Linked DNA regions of Zea mays: regions 2 and 3 are each linked to region 1. The links are chromatin contacts, called in public Hi-C and HiChIP or PLAC-seq maps. All regions are on one chromosome and are shown on one strand. Each heading gives the region's core, a stretch centred on a gene start, on an enhancer-like site or on the middle of the called end of the contact. The rest is flanking DNA. Distances are from core to core; before and after follow the strand shown.

Region 1 (4,542 bases), core at 1,253-3,752:
AGCTATTGCTTTCTAAAGAACGGGGACTCTACAAATATGGAATATTTATCTTCAACATCATCCCTGGACTTAATGAACTCAAGTCCTACACGTGGTACAGGATGCTGATTAAAGGTTCCCTAATTGCAATTATTTGTCACATATGGTTTTTCTTTGCACTTTCATGATCTGTAGTGAGATCCTGTTCATAACAAGGCTAGTTAGTGCCAGTAATAATCCATGTAACCGCTAATTTCTTATACCGTAGTAGAGATATTGCCGCACCATACCAACTTAAAATAAAGCACTGTTTGAATACAGAAGTACAGGGTACAAAGGAACGGAGGAAGGAAGGTGGTGATAATTGTTCTGTATGGAAAGGGGGTCCCATGGCAATGTTAACTCTAGGAAGGGTGGAATGGTTGGTTACAAGGCCATGTGCAACGGGAGGGGCACAAGTGGGGAACAGGGGTTGCACGGGATAACATGGGAGCCATGTCTCTCCATGTTGCTAGTGTGTATCTGTGTATAGCTTTCACTATTTGCTGGACCCCCTCTGGCAAGGGAATAACTGCCAACAATTCATAATTCGCCACTTCCACTTTCATCTCCTACCCTTTTCCTGCCTATATTAGCAACCAAAAGAAATGGAAGCTTTACAATTTCCTCTTTTTTTTCCCATTTGACTTCTGCAGATCATGCTCGCTCTGATTGGCAGTCATCGTCATGGCTGAGCGGAAGAGAATCCATTCTCCTGAGATGTGATACTTTTGTTGAGTTTGGCTTTTTGAAAAGGGGAATCAAACTGATTCCTCAAAAGCTACCTTGTACTCAACTGAGTTTCAAGTATTTGGAAAACTTGCCGTTCTATTATCGTTTCCTATTTGAACTCAGTTTGGAGTTGCACTGGGAGGATTTGTGTGCTTTGGGCTTGGAGAACATGATACCAGTGGCTGTTACCTATTGCTTAAAGTATCTGGACGGGTCAAACAAAATGGATATTATCTGGAAGAGTTCTAATGCCCTGCGGGTTTGGTTTGCTCACTGAATCATTAAGCATGCATGACTGTCTTCCAGAGTAGTGCACCAGTAACTAAGCAGCATATTCAGGTGAACTGGACTTCTGACTGGCACTGTGACATTTTGGTCGCTTTGTGTTTGGTCTGTAAGGACAGTCTCACTCAAGTGTGTGCTTTAGGTGATGGTACCTTTTGTGAAACCATGGGGAACCTTTGCAGTAAAACCATGATAGCATTGAAGAATGGCGTTTTAACCCAACCAGAAGGGAGGTCACTGCTCAGATCTGATGGTCACATGGGCAGGATATCCTCATTTGGCTACGGCCAAATTTTGTGAGTCGTTTGAAACTTCAGAGGTGTCAAATACAGCAACCACTTGGAGATTAAAGCCGATGTTTGAGTTTGGTGAATTGCTTTGGTCCAGCTCAAATATACCTGTGCAGTTGTGCGTCAGTGTCTGTTTAGTTCCCACGCCAATGGTCAGCTCTGCAATTTGCTCACCTTTCTGGAAAATGCTGGGTGATGTACATCAACATTTCTATGTCAGATTGGTATGGTTGTGCTGTAACCACTGCCATCCTGGTTAGTGGTGCCAGATATTGCAGTGTAAACAACTACTACATATGTTCTGATGGCATCAGGAGACCTGTATCATCGGGCGTACAACTCCCACACAGACACAGCAGGGCCAGCCAAATTGGCTGGCTCACTTTGATTGTGGGGCGTTGAAGCATTGTTGTCAACAGTTGGTCCTAGCTTCACTTGCTGGATAGGTGCTGATTCAAAAGGTCGTTGTAGTGCAGCATATAGTAGCTTTGTACAACCGCACAAGGGCAGGGATTATGGAGGGGCCCAACAGTTGGCAAAGCTTAACATGTCGAGCCAATGACAGCTCCCGACCTTGGACAAGAACAATCTTGGAGGTTTGCTGCGGCAGAAATGGTCCTCCCAGGCACACAGCGCAAAGCCAGTGCAGTGCTGTCGTTTTCTTCCGGGAAAGAAGCTTCCTTTCCTCTAATAACGCCAACTTAATCTGTGATTAACTTCTCCCTTTGGTGAAGGGGAAGATGAAGGGCCAGAGAGAGAGAGAGAGAGAGAGAGAGAGAGAGAGAGAGAGAGAGAGAGAGAGAGAGAGAGAGAGAGAGAGAACTGGGAAGGTATTCATCAGTTCCTTCAGGGGCAAGCTCTAATTATTCGGCGAGCTTAGGAGTCACGTCTCGGCATGTGATTCGGTATCGGAGGTACGAGAGGCTTGTGGTGGCTAACCATGGTGCGTGGTCCAGCGGCACAAGCCACAAGCTATGCTAGATTTGCGATTTCATCTTGCAATCATGGACGGTTCTTTCTACTAGACTTGATTAGTTACTTGCAGGCTTGAAGAGGACAAAGCCACGAAGGGAAAAAAAAAGATACATACATGCTTAGATGGTCTCCACTCTCCAGCAACACACGGGACCATACGTGTTTAGCTGGACCATCATCGATCACCGTGTCTCACCGGCACGCAGTAGGTGTGCTGCGACCTGCATGCGATGGTGGACCATGCATAGTCGCTATCCTCTCCGGTCAGGTGTGTAAAGATGTGTTGTTTTAAATTATATTATGACGTGACATTGGTGTCTGAAGAGTCGAAATCGCTACTGATTGCTGTTAGAGCTTAGAGTCTGAAGGGTGTAGTTAGCGGAAGTGTAAAAATTAATGTTTGGCTAGCTCGAGCGCATCTGCCTTCTCTTGGTAAAATTCCTGGCCGGTGCGGTGCGTTTTCTGATGCTGCCATGCACGCACGCACGCACAAGTAATCTCAGCCTCATCAACAGCATGCGGCTTTATTTGTGTCATTGCGTGACGCTGACACCACAGAACACGACAAGCAGCAAAGCGCCCGCTCCCGGTATCGGAGGAGGAAGCTCTCTTCTTTCTCCACGCCTGCACCGGCCCAGGCGGCTCCTTTATTTTTGCTCTTCCGCTGCATCCAGCAGCCGTGCTGTGCTGCAGTGGAAAAGCCGCAACTTTACAAATGTTTACATATATATATATATATATGCCGTGTGTCAGTGTAGTGTTCGAGTTAACATATATGTATATATAAACACATACCATAGCAGATGAAAAGAAACTGGCACATCATGGTGTCGTGTCGCTGTCAGGCGGCGTAACGCAAGAGCCATTAAGAAATTCAGTCTCGCACACTTGTACAGCCTCCCACGCTAGCTCTCGCTTTGATCCGATCTTATCATTTGCCTTGCGTCGCGACCCAATCATTTTAACATCACCTTTTTCTTGCACAAGGGACGATGCCCTTTTCCTTTTTACCGGTTTGTCACCCTAGGACGCATGATGCCTCCGCACATTGCTCGTACCCTACTCTTTCAGGCGTGGTTAGCTCCGCGCCGACATGCATCTGCTGATATGCATGCGTGCGTGCCTAGTGTTTATAAAGCTACTAATACTAACATATATCTTTTATCTTGTGCTAATGCTACGATTTTAGAATAGGGAGAAGGAGAGATGTTATGTGGCGGCGGCGCTAGAGAGGCGGCGCTAGAGAGGGGAGGTGGTCAAGGGGTCGTATTGGGAGAGGAATGATGAATGATCCAAATAATATTGTCTATTAGATTTGAGTAAAGGAGAAGAGGTTATTTAATGATCTGAACCGTTGGTTTTGACAGTGTGTTAAGCCTGTGCGCAATTTGTTTGGTGGATTTAGTAGAGGTTATGAGTGTTGGGCGATTTAGTTACGTGGATTTTGCAAAGTTTAAACTGGTGCATATTATATAGTGGTATAGGTATATATATTATCGAGTATTTGATTTGCTCAATTATTAGTTGCACCTAGAAAATCAAAACTGTGACATATAATACATATGCCATGCATTAATCTATCATAATAATTGGACAATGTGAAGTAAAGTTTTGTATGAATAAACAAGCTTTAGAACAATAGAATGGGGCTCGATCTCCTATATTTTGACAAACAAAATAATTCAATACATTTATGTTCCATTCTATTACGGCATACAGTTTTCAATAATGCTTTGAACTACAATGGTTATTTCGCCCTCTCTCAAGCATTGACCAAACCACTAGACAAGAACACACGCCATTACCTACATTGAGAAGTTAGACAGGAATCATGAGATCGAGAAGGTAATAAGCAAAATGAAGAACTCATTTGTCGACCAATCGAGATGGCAGCGAGGAGATTCTTGTGGCAAATGTTGCCTCCTCCCGCCAACAGTGATGGTGTCACCCACAGTGTGCGCCGAGAGATGGTAAGTGTCGATGCACTGAATAGTCTTTGCCGAGTGTTACACTCGGCAAAGACTTCGCTGAGTGTTTTTTATGCTTTGCCGATTGCTTTTTGTCGGGCACTTGATAAAGACTTTGCCGAGTGTCACCTGGCTCTCGGCAAAGAAAAGTCACCGTCACGGGCGCCCGGTGACGGCGACAGAGACTTTGCTGAGTGTCACCGTGACACTCGGCAAAGGCTCACTTTTTATCGAGTGTCTATTGTACTGGCACTCGGAAAAGAAGCTCCCCATGG
Region 2 (4,726 bases), core at 1,247-3,746, 64 kb after region 1:
TCCGGTGATCTTCTGTATGAAGGAGAGGACGGCAGCGTCGCGTGAGGCGGCCATGGCGCGCTCCTGCGCCAGGATCTCCTGCTCGCGCGCGAGGCGGGTCATCTCCTGCCGCCGCCACGCCTCCTCGCGGATCATGCGGTCCTGCTCACGCTTCTCGATGGCCTCCAAGAACCTCTGTTGCATCGCCTCCTGCCGCTCCATCACCTGCTTCATCAGGCCTTCGAAGAACCTCATCATCTTCCCGCTGCCTCCGCCGGCGACCGAGGCGCCGCCCTCTGACACCCTCTTCCTCTTCCCGCGCTCGTCCCCGCCGCCACCCACCAGCTCCTCTGTGCCCTCGTCGTCGGAGTCGTCCTCGTCCGTGTAGTCCTCCGTGTTGGACGTCGAGAAGCTCGGGTAGCCCACGGTCGTCATCGGCATCCCCACGCCGCCCGACACCGCAGGCGGTGGCTCGGCAGGCAAGCGCACGGCTAACGGCCCCGCTGCCCCGGACACCCCGCCAGAGATCGCAGGGGGCACCTGCGACGCCGCCACCGACGCGGGAGCCGCCCCGGTGCCGTGCAGGGCCTCCAGCTGCGTGAAGAATCGATACGTCTTGCCGTCGTTCCGGCCGGCTCGGCTCTCCTTGGTGCGCTTGTAGTACTTGTGCACGTTCTCGAACTTCTCCTTACACTTCTTGGCGCTGCGGTTGTACCCCTTCTCAGCCAGCTTCCTGCCAACCACCGCATCGATCAACATTTTAGCAACAAAAACAAGAAGCTTAATTGCCTTATCAATGGCGTCCCGCCGCCACCAACCACCACAAATTTCAACCATACACGCAACAACTGTAGCCCTCACATGAAAGTTGCATGCATGTAGTAGAATTTTACTCGATTTGGGTACCCATGGAAAAAGATAAAGAAAGGCATATGCACACATACACCCATGCATGCAGCACTAGCAGTGGTAAATCCCAAGAAGAATGCATAGCACATAGGAGGAAGAAACTGCGAATAAAAATTCCCATTTTTTTGCGAGAAATTCAGAGGCCAAATAGATAAAGTTTGGGATCGATGCCTTTGGATCTGAACAATATTGCTGCTCGTGTCTAGTGCTGCCTATCGGAGAGACGAAGAGATTGGTAAAACACCAGAGCGGATTTCTTTTTCTGGAAAAGTGGGGAAGGAGAGCGATATCGAGCTATTTTAAAATGGAAAAAGCCACTGTTCTCGTGAAGGATGGGTAAGGAAAAAAGCACAAAAGAAGTGTTCTTTAGCCGGGTAAGTAGTAGTTAATTAACTGGGCCTGCTAACCAAATCGGCGCCAGGGGCCGGTCCCGGAAGGCCGACGAGATTTCATGCAGCATCCCGCCGACGAGAATTCCGTTGCGGAGGCGCGCCGGGACGACGTACGGCGTGGCGAGCGATTCAGCTAGCTAGTTACGTACCTGGAGACCTGCTCCCAGAGGGGACCCTTGAGGGTGGCGTCCCGGAAGGCGGCGTCCATGTCGGACCGGATCTTGAGCAGCTCCAGCGTCTCCTGCCGCGGCCACCGGTTGCCCGCCGAGCCGCCGCTGGCGCCCTCCTCGCCAGCTGCTGCGGCGGCCAGGCCCTCGGCGTCGAAGCCCACGGCGCCGGCGCCGGACGCGCCGAGCTCGTCGTACTGCTTCGCCGGCGTCGATGCCGGCGGCCGGCTGCTGATGGGCGACGGCGCCTCCGCCAGCGAGATCCGCTGCCCGGCGCCGCCGGCCGGCGAGAATGGCGGCGGCATCTCCACCTGCTGTGCGCCGAACTGCTGCGCTGGGCCTCCACCGCTTGCCCCGCCGCCTCCTCCCCCGTGCTGCTGCTGTTGCATGCTAACAGCACCTGCTCCCGCACACGCGCACTTGTGCACGTCGCCCGGTGTTACCACGGGGGAATGGAGGTCGTGAGACGATCAGTACATGAGGGGTAGGTGAAAAAGGTGGGAGGCAAGGACAACTGGGAAGAGGAGAGACGGACCTCAGAGGGATAAGAGTATGGAGAAGGGAAGGAGGCCAGAGAGGGGGGGGGGGGGGGGGGGGGGGGAAGGGAAAGAGATGCAGAAGAAGGAAGTAGCCAGAGAAGAAGAAGGGGGAGGAAGCACTAATAGTACTACAGGAACGCTGGCAAAAATAAAATGTACTCCTTCAAGAGGAGGAAGATGAGAGGAAAAATAATTAAGATACCATCAATAAGTAGCCTCCAATAAATAATAGGGAGGATGGGAGAGAGAAAGATGAGGAGAATATGATATCTGTGATGAGGGTAAGGAAGACGATGGGGGTATGTAGGGTGAAGGAGAGAGAAGATGAAAGTTGAGAAATGTTGAGTACTGCTGCAGGAGAGAGATAGAAAGATGGAGAGGTGTGCAGAAGATGATGAGAGGGATGATGTGGGAGATAAAACAAACAAGATGCTGCGCTGTCAGGGGGGCTTTACCTCCCTGCCTAATACAACTTATTAGTAAAAAACCAAAAGGACAGAGGAGAGAGGGAGAGGAGTGTGGGGCAAAAAATGGTAGAGAGAGAAGCATGTGAGGCAGGAGAGACAGGGAGGGAGTGCTGGAAACTGTGGGATGAGTGAGAAAGGGGTGAGAGAGATGGGGGAGGCTTGTAATAAAAGGGAGAGGGGCACAAATACCCTCTCTACAGAACTCCCCTACCTCAATCCCCATGAAGGAATATGTTGGATTCTGTGATCATCTTAGTTATTTTGCTACATACTAATACGCGGTAGTCATTTGTTATGCATAAGATTATTACTGGGCTTGAAATACAGTAATTTTTGGATGTTATCTTGTGCCCATGGTAACTATACGTATAATAACATCCGGTAAATATACAATAAAAGTTATGCATATTTACAAAGAATATAATACTAACTAGCTGCTCTATGTGGTGGCAACTAACCTAAGGTGCAACGACTATTACGCCCCGTTTGGATCACTGGAATTGAATTCCATTCTAATAATAGTAATTTATGCATATATCAATTAAGCTAATTCATTTTTATACAAAATATATTTGTATACTATTATTAGCAAGATGTCCTAGATATTTATGTGCTACATTTTTATTATAGAGGAGTAGAACGAAGAGTGTCATGTAAGTTACAGATTAGAAACAAATTCTAATCATGCATAAAATCATTTCCTATCCTCCACCCTATGAATTTTAGATAGGCTTATATCTGAACTTTGGAAAGTGGTGGAATGCCAAATTCGAAACTAAATAAGTTACTTTATTGAGTGAATTCCAATTCCTTTAAAATGAAGGGATCCAAACGCCCCGTTAGAGCAATCAGGGGGGCATCAAAACAAATTACCTTGACCCAAGGTTCATTTTGTAGACGAAAATCCACAGATGAGATAAAATAGCAAATAAACTTTAACAATTATACATACAAAACAAAACTAGTTAGAGTAGAAAGAAAACAAAACAGATACTATAAAGGCAGTATAGGGCTGTGATGAGGCAGACAAGACCACATTATAACAGCTGTAATGTGGGCCCTCCCGGAGAGCGAAAGAGGTGCAGAACGTGCACGGCGATTAACGCGGACCCCCAATCCCCCCACACCCCAAATCCACCCCACCAAAGTGACGTGAAGGATAACGCCACTGGCTTGTGGGACCAAAGCATCCACCGGGCCCATGAGTCATGTGCAAAGCGTGGGGCTAGATGCGTGCCAAAGTGGAGCAGGGGAGTATAAAAATGGCCATGCATTGGCATGTTGTGGTTAATCCCTCACTTTCCAGGTAATAATAAATGCTCATGTGGCCCTTTTCAATGATTAGGCATAAAAATCTGGATGATTAATTAAGTTAACCACCCCAATTATATCATTCCCCGCTTAAGTTAGTGTTGGCCTTCATTTCACATGGTTCTAAAATTCAGAACAGGGGGGCTTTGAGGTGCATTGGGACACCGCTATGGTCACTCGATACAGGTACTAGAATAGGCAAAGGTCTTGCCTTGTACAGATCATTTTTCTCTATCTACATTAGCATTTGTGGGTTAATTGCATATTTTTTCTATGACCCTATTATTATTATTATTGTTGTTGTTGTTGTTGTTGTTATTATTATTATTGTTATTGTTATTGTTATTGTTGTTATTATTATTATTATTATTATTATTATTATTATTATTATATCTTGTATCACACATTTAGTATCTAGAGCAGAATATCTTTGTCGACCATGTCGAATTGAGATGCTCATGAGTTGTAGATATCACTGTATCTTTAAGCTATCAATTTTCATATCTTTTTCCATGGATGTATTGGGGATTCGGCGTATCTTCGCCAAGCATTTGAATTGCAATATCGATTAATCATAGATATCTCATAGATATCTCCGTATCTTTAAGCTGTCAAATTTCTCGAGCGTATTCAATATTTTGTCAGTGCATGTATTGCATATTTTATTTGGCTACTGACTTTAATTGTAGGAGTATTCTGGTTTAACATGAACCCAAAAAATTGATTGTCGTATATACATCACTATATTTAATCCTCAATTGTCTATATCTACCTCAATGCTTTTAGATTTGTCTGTATCTTTCGTCAAATGATGAATTTCATATATGTACTTTTAATCCCACCTCTAACTCCAACCATATGTTTTTCCGATGTGTTGAATTGCGACAATGTGCAACACTTAGATACCAGTAAATGTTTAACTTGTTTGTACATTATTGGTCACACCATATTCTATCCAATGA
Region 3 (4,470 bases), core at 1,341-3,840, 69 kb before region 1:
AAGTTCATTCTTTTTCTTTTCTCGTTTGAGCTTCGGCATATTCCATTCCTTTAACGTTGGGAATACTCTATTGGCTAAGTATTCCTGAACCAAATCCCTAGTACCGATATGCTCAGGCACAACTCTAAATTCGCCCACAGCTTCTGGGCATGATGACCCCGGCATCATGCGGCACTGGGGCCTAGTTAACCCAAAGGTTAGGTCGAGTGGGCTCTGAACTAGCTTCTCCTTTTTCTCATCAACCTTAACATAAAACCACTCAGTTTTCCAACCAGTTGGCCATTTGGTGCGGTAGCTAACCACCAGAGTCTTCATATCTTTGCGGTAAGCAAAGTTGTAACAGCCGAAGTTCTCGTGTAGCCCATCTTCCCTAGCCTTCGTCTGATAGTGAAGCTCGTGCACCCGACAGAAAGCTTCGACAAGCGGTTCCACTCCTTGGCTTCGGAGAGCCCAGATAAAGACGTTGAGCCTAACGATAGCGTTAGGAGTTAGCTGATGAAGATAAATTTCGAAATTTTCCAAAACATCCGCAATCATTCCATGCAGAGGAAACCTCAATCCTGCTTTAAAGAAACTTCTGAAAACTACCACCTCATCATTTTCTGGCTTCGGAGTGATTTCTTCTCCGCCAAAACGAATCAGCTTCTTCTCGGCTTCCCCGAAGTAGCCTAGCTTTGTCATCATGGGCATATCGGACTCGAAGACAGTAGACTTTCCAAATTCCAGGTGGCTGGGTTTAGATGGCATGACGGAATAATCTATCTCTTATTCATCAGCCTCACCTTCTTCAATGTCAGCCTGCTCGGCTTCGGCAACAGGTGCACCTTCGTCAGAAGCACCCTCTGACACAACCAGGCCTGATTGTCTCATTACTTCGGAGATTGGGGCTGTCTCGGCAGCTTCGACCTCCTCCCCGTCGCGTGTGACTCTAGCAGTTGAACGCACCCTAGCCATTTGATGCTAAATTTCTTGCGGTTTTGACGAAGTTGATTACTTTTTGATTTTGCTGAAGCTCCCTCTTATGACGAAGCTAAAAAACAAGACGATGCTCTAATTGAGAATACGAAGAATAAGCTTCGGCTATGGTCAAATTTTTCAGCAGCACAACAGTACGATAGTAATGAATGTTGTGGTAACTTCACACCTACCCGTCTGTTTATATAGTGCTACATGTGGGAAGGTGAATCATCAAGCCACCTGCACCCGCCGAACAGTCGCTCGCATTCACTGAACGGTGGACCGCAGGGCGCGAGGAGAATCACCAGATCGTGTGTACCCGTCCTATGGTGGGACCACCTCACACTCGAAATATTTAAATCGTTTCTCGACAATGAGCTCAGGGAAGGTGTTTTTCGGACTTTCGGCATTCCGAAGCCTAAAAGAATTTTTCACGGGTCGAGCTCGTTACGAAAAACGATCTGGCACCGTGAAGGGGCTACTGTTGGGGGTCTGCTTCGTCGCCAAAGGTCCTATGAGAAGAAACACCTTCGGAAGGCCAGAACAGGAACAATGCCGAAGCTACCAATTAGGGAGCTTCGTAGCGTACTTCTAGATGCACCGACTTAAAGATGAAATGACCAATCGGCCCATGATAACCTGTGTTATGATTGTAATCATTTGTAGAGGACATGAATGTAAATTCACACAGGCTGCGCCCTGTGTCTATAAATATGTGAACAGTACCCCGTACTGTTCACACTTTCGCATCTTACTTTTACCTTTGCCTTCTGTCAAGCTCAAGGTACAAATGTAATTTGATATTGCTCTCATGTACTCATGATTATTTAATAATAGATACTTATATTATGATGTCATATAATTGTTTATGTTGTTTTCCTATGTTTCATAAGCTTCATCCTCTATTTATACATGTCATATTTATGAAGGTATGTCCTTCATAACCTTCGTCCGAAGATCGTTATATCCTAAGGGAAATAATGCTTCGAAGGACGAAAAACGTTAACCTTTAATCTATTCTTTGTGTTGCCTTGTTCTTAATTTATAGCATTTGAGAATAAGTCCCAACAAGGGCCAAGAGGGAGTGTTAAGAAACCAGTTTGGGTCCCAAAGGCCTATGTGACCTAGCTAGCCGAAATCCTAACTTTATACTATATATATATAGAGGAGGACACCACTATTTATTGTAACCAGTGAGCTAAATACATGACTCAGAATAACAGTTTCTCTTATATATTTGTGTCTCCTGTGTTTCTGATTCTATTTCTAATCAAGAAGCCTTTAGACTACACTAGTAGCAAAGGGTAACAATAACGACTACGCTTCAGTGAGGACCAAACACACCCCACGCGGCCACGCCGATGGTCGGTCCACCTCAGCGATCTCATCTAATCTTCGAAAAAAAAAACTCAACAAACTGCCATTCCCCTGCGGCCCTGCCCCATACTCCCGTGTCTTCCCGGCCTTCTTCGGATGGCCAGACCCCTCCTTCTCCAAAAATCCCAGAATACCTTGGGCTCCCGAGCAGGAGAGAGCAATGCAACGAGCCATCCGGATAGCCGCGGCTGCGACAAGGCGAGCGCTGTCGTCGTCGGCGGCGAGGGCATCACCCCCTCCTCCCCGCGGACCCCTGGCTCCTGGCTGGGGCGCCACTAGGTGGCTCTGCAGCGGGCGGGAGGCGCTGAGCTACGACGTGGTGATCGTGGGCGCAGGGCCCGCGGGGCTCGCCGCGGCGATCCGGCTGAAGCAGCTCTGCCGCGCTGCTGACACCGACCTCTCCGTATGCGTCCTGGAGAAGGGCTCCGAAGTCGGTGCGCGCCTCGCATAACACGCTTCCCTTCATTTCTTCAGGAGCAGCTATGTGCTCTCCGTCATCTGATTTGGCCAAATTTCTGGTTGCGCTGCAGGTGCTCATGTGCTGTCGGGGAATGTGTTTGAGCCCCGAGCCTTGGACGAGCTCATTCCCAAGTGGAGGCAAGAGGATGTACGCATTTCTGTCTTCTGATTCTGAACTGTGACGAGTTTATTTACCTAGGGGTGTTTGAATGCATTAGAGCTAGGGCCCTTTGGCAGGGCTCTGGCTTCTCCAAAAACAGCTTTGGCTCTGGCTCACGATGTGAAACCACTTCTTTAAATGAGCCAAAGCTATTCTAAAAAATCATTTGGCAAAACGGCTTATAGGTTGTTTTTCAGAAAGACCCTTGTATATGTATATCTCTTCTGTACGTGGCTAGGGATTGAGGGCAGGACCAAAAAATAATAATTTGGACTGGTGGGAGGGCTATTGTGCAAAAATGACGTGAGCTGAAGCCGGGTGAGCCACTTTTTTTGGCTCATGCCCTCTAGTTCATTTTGGAAAAGCACTTCACTGGTGAAGCCATTTGAAAAAGAGGTGTTTGACACAACTTTTGCATGAGCCAGAGCCGAAGCTGAAAAATAAGCCCTACCAAAGGGGCCCCTAATACTTAGTGACTAAAATAAGCTGGAGACACCCAAACATCCTAGCTAATAGTTCAATTATTAGCTATTTTTAGTAAATTAGTTAATAGTTAGCTAGCTAATTTCACTAGCAATTTTTAGCCAACTAATTATTGGCTCTAGTACATTCAAACACCCCCTTAGAATAATTTCTCCTGCATATACAAACCAAGCATTACATGTGCCTCTGTGAGCTTGTGGTTCATTCACTTCACATTTGACTTAGATTCATTCAACTGACCGTGACTATTTTTATTTAGTTTCAATTCAGGTATACAACAATTCCAGTTACTAGTCTCTATGACTGTACTTTCGATTTTTATTAGAAATCCAAACCTTATGAGAATTTGGATCGCACAATGGAGTACATTTTGTTGAATACATTTGTCTTGCTGTATGCGTGTTACTTTAATCATTTTCTTGTCAGGAATGCAGATCGGAAACCATGTAATGAGCTATTTTTTGTAATGTGGTTATGTTGTGTTTGACAGTCTCCAATCAGAGTTCCTGTTTCATCTGACAAGTTCTGGCTGTTAACGAAGAACCAAGCTTGGACACTACCATCTCCATTTGACAACAAAGGAAACTACGTGATCAGGTGCCAACATTTTGCTGTGTTCATCTTCTGGAAGTCGACATTCCTCATGTTCTAGAGGGTCAGGCTTTGCTGAAAAATTAATTGTGTCCAGCTTGAGCCAATTGGTGCGTTGGATGGCCACAAAAGCTGAAGAGTTGGGTGTTGAAGTGTATCCAGGTTTTGCTGCTAGTGAGGTATCATCAGTATTCATTTTAGAAACCCTTATGTGGAAGGACTAATATCTCTCTGAATTCTTCTCTAACAGATACTTTATGATGAAAATCAAATAGTTACAGGAGTCGCAACCAATGATGTTGGTATTGCTAAGGATGGTACCAAAAGGGAAACTTTTCAACCTGGTGTAGAACTAAGAGGCAAGTAAACTTTGCTCCTTATATACCAGAGATATGTGTGCTAAAATATCGAATGCACACAATTTGTCAGTGATGTTTTTCCTT

What was found. Hi-C and Micro-C count contacts between places; a contact is called where the count stands out from the background. HiChIP or PLAC-seq counts read pairs in DNA pulled down with a chosen protein or histone mark.
Region 2: a contact with region 1 is called in an H3K4me3 HiChIP or PLAC-seq map of leaf, with 4 times the contacts expected there. The contact joins the promoter of LOC109943509 here to the enhancer-like site in region 1. A contact is called at or near these places in 13 of 25 Hi-C or Micro-C datasets (bundle sheath, ear, endosperm and 4 more) and 1 of 3 datasets of contacts at active chromatin or transcription factors (leaf).
Region 3: a Hi-C map of leaf shows a contact between it and region 1, with 5 times the contacts expected there. The contact joins the promoter of LOC100280392 here to the enhancer-like site in region 1. A contact is called at or near these places in 8 of 25 Hi-C or Micro-C datasets (ear, endosperm, leaf and 1 more).

What each region holds. Positions count from the first base shown.
Region 1 is chr1:229,127,256-229,131,797 of Zm-B73-REFERENCE-NAM-5.0, reverse strand. LOC103643369 (a long non-coding RNA gene) reads left to right here. Exons shown (of 6, transcript NR_163820.2): 5 at 675-2,239; 6 at 2,371-2,717. Among protein-coding and RNA genes, the nearest start is that of LOC103643369, 6.6 kb to the left of the region's middle. Within about 2 kb of position 2,502, at least 18 of the 20 cell types and tissues checked have an H3K27ac peak or open chromatin away from gene starts, as enhancers often do. A contact at or near this core is called in bundle sheath, endosperm, leaf and 2 more, where this site is marked.
Region 2 is chr1:229,062,594-229,067,319 of Zm-B73-REFERENCE-NAM-5.0, reverse strand. LOC109943509 (trihelix transcription factor GTL1) reads right to left here and starts at 2,496. Exons shown (of 3, transcript XM_020546729.3): 1 at 1,430-2,496; 2 at 1-712. The coding sequence starts at 1,836.
Region 3 is chr1:229,196,069-229,200,538 of Zm-B73-REFERENCE-NAM-5.0, reverse strand. LOC100280392 (Electron transfer flavoprotein-ubiquinone oxidoreductase mitochondrial) reads left to right here and starts at 2,590. Exons shown (of 18, transcript NM_001153316.1): 1 at 2,590-2,768; 2 at 2,865-2,941; 3 at 3,927-4,033; 4 at 4,125-4,206; 5 at 4,278-4,386. The coding sequence starts at 4,147.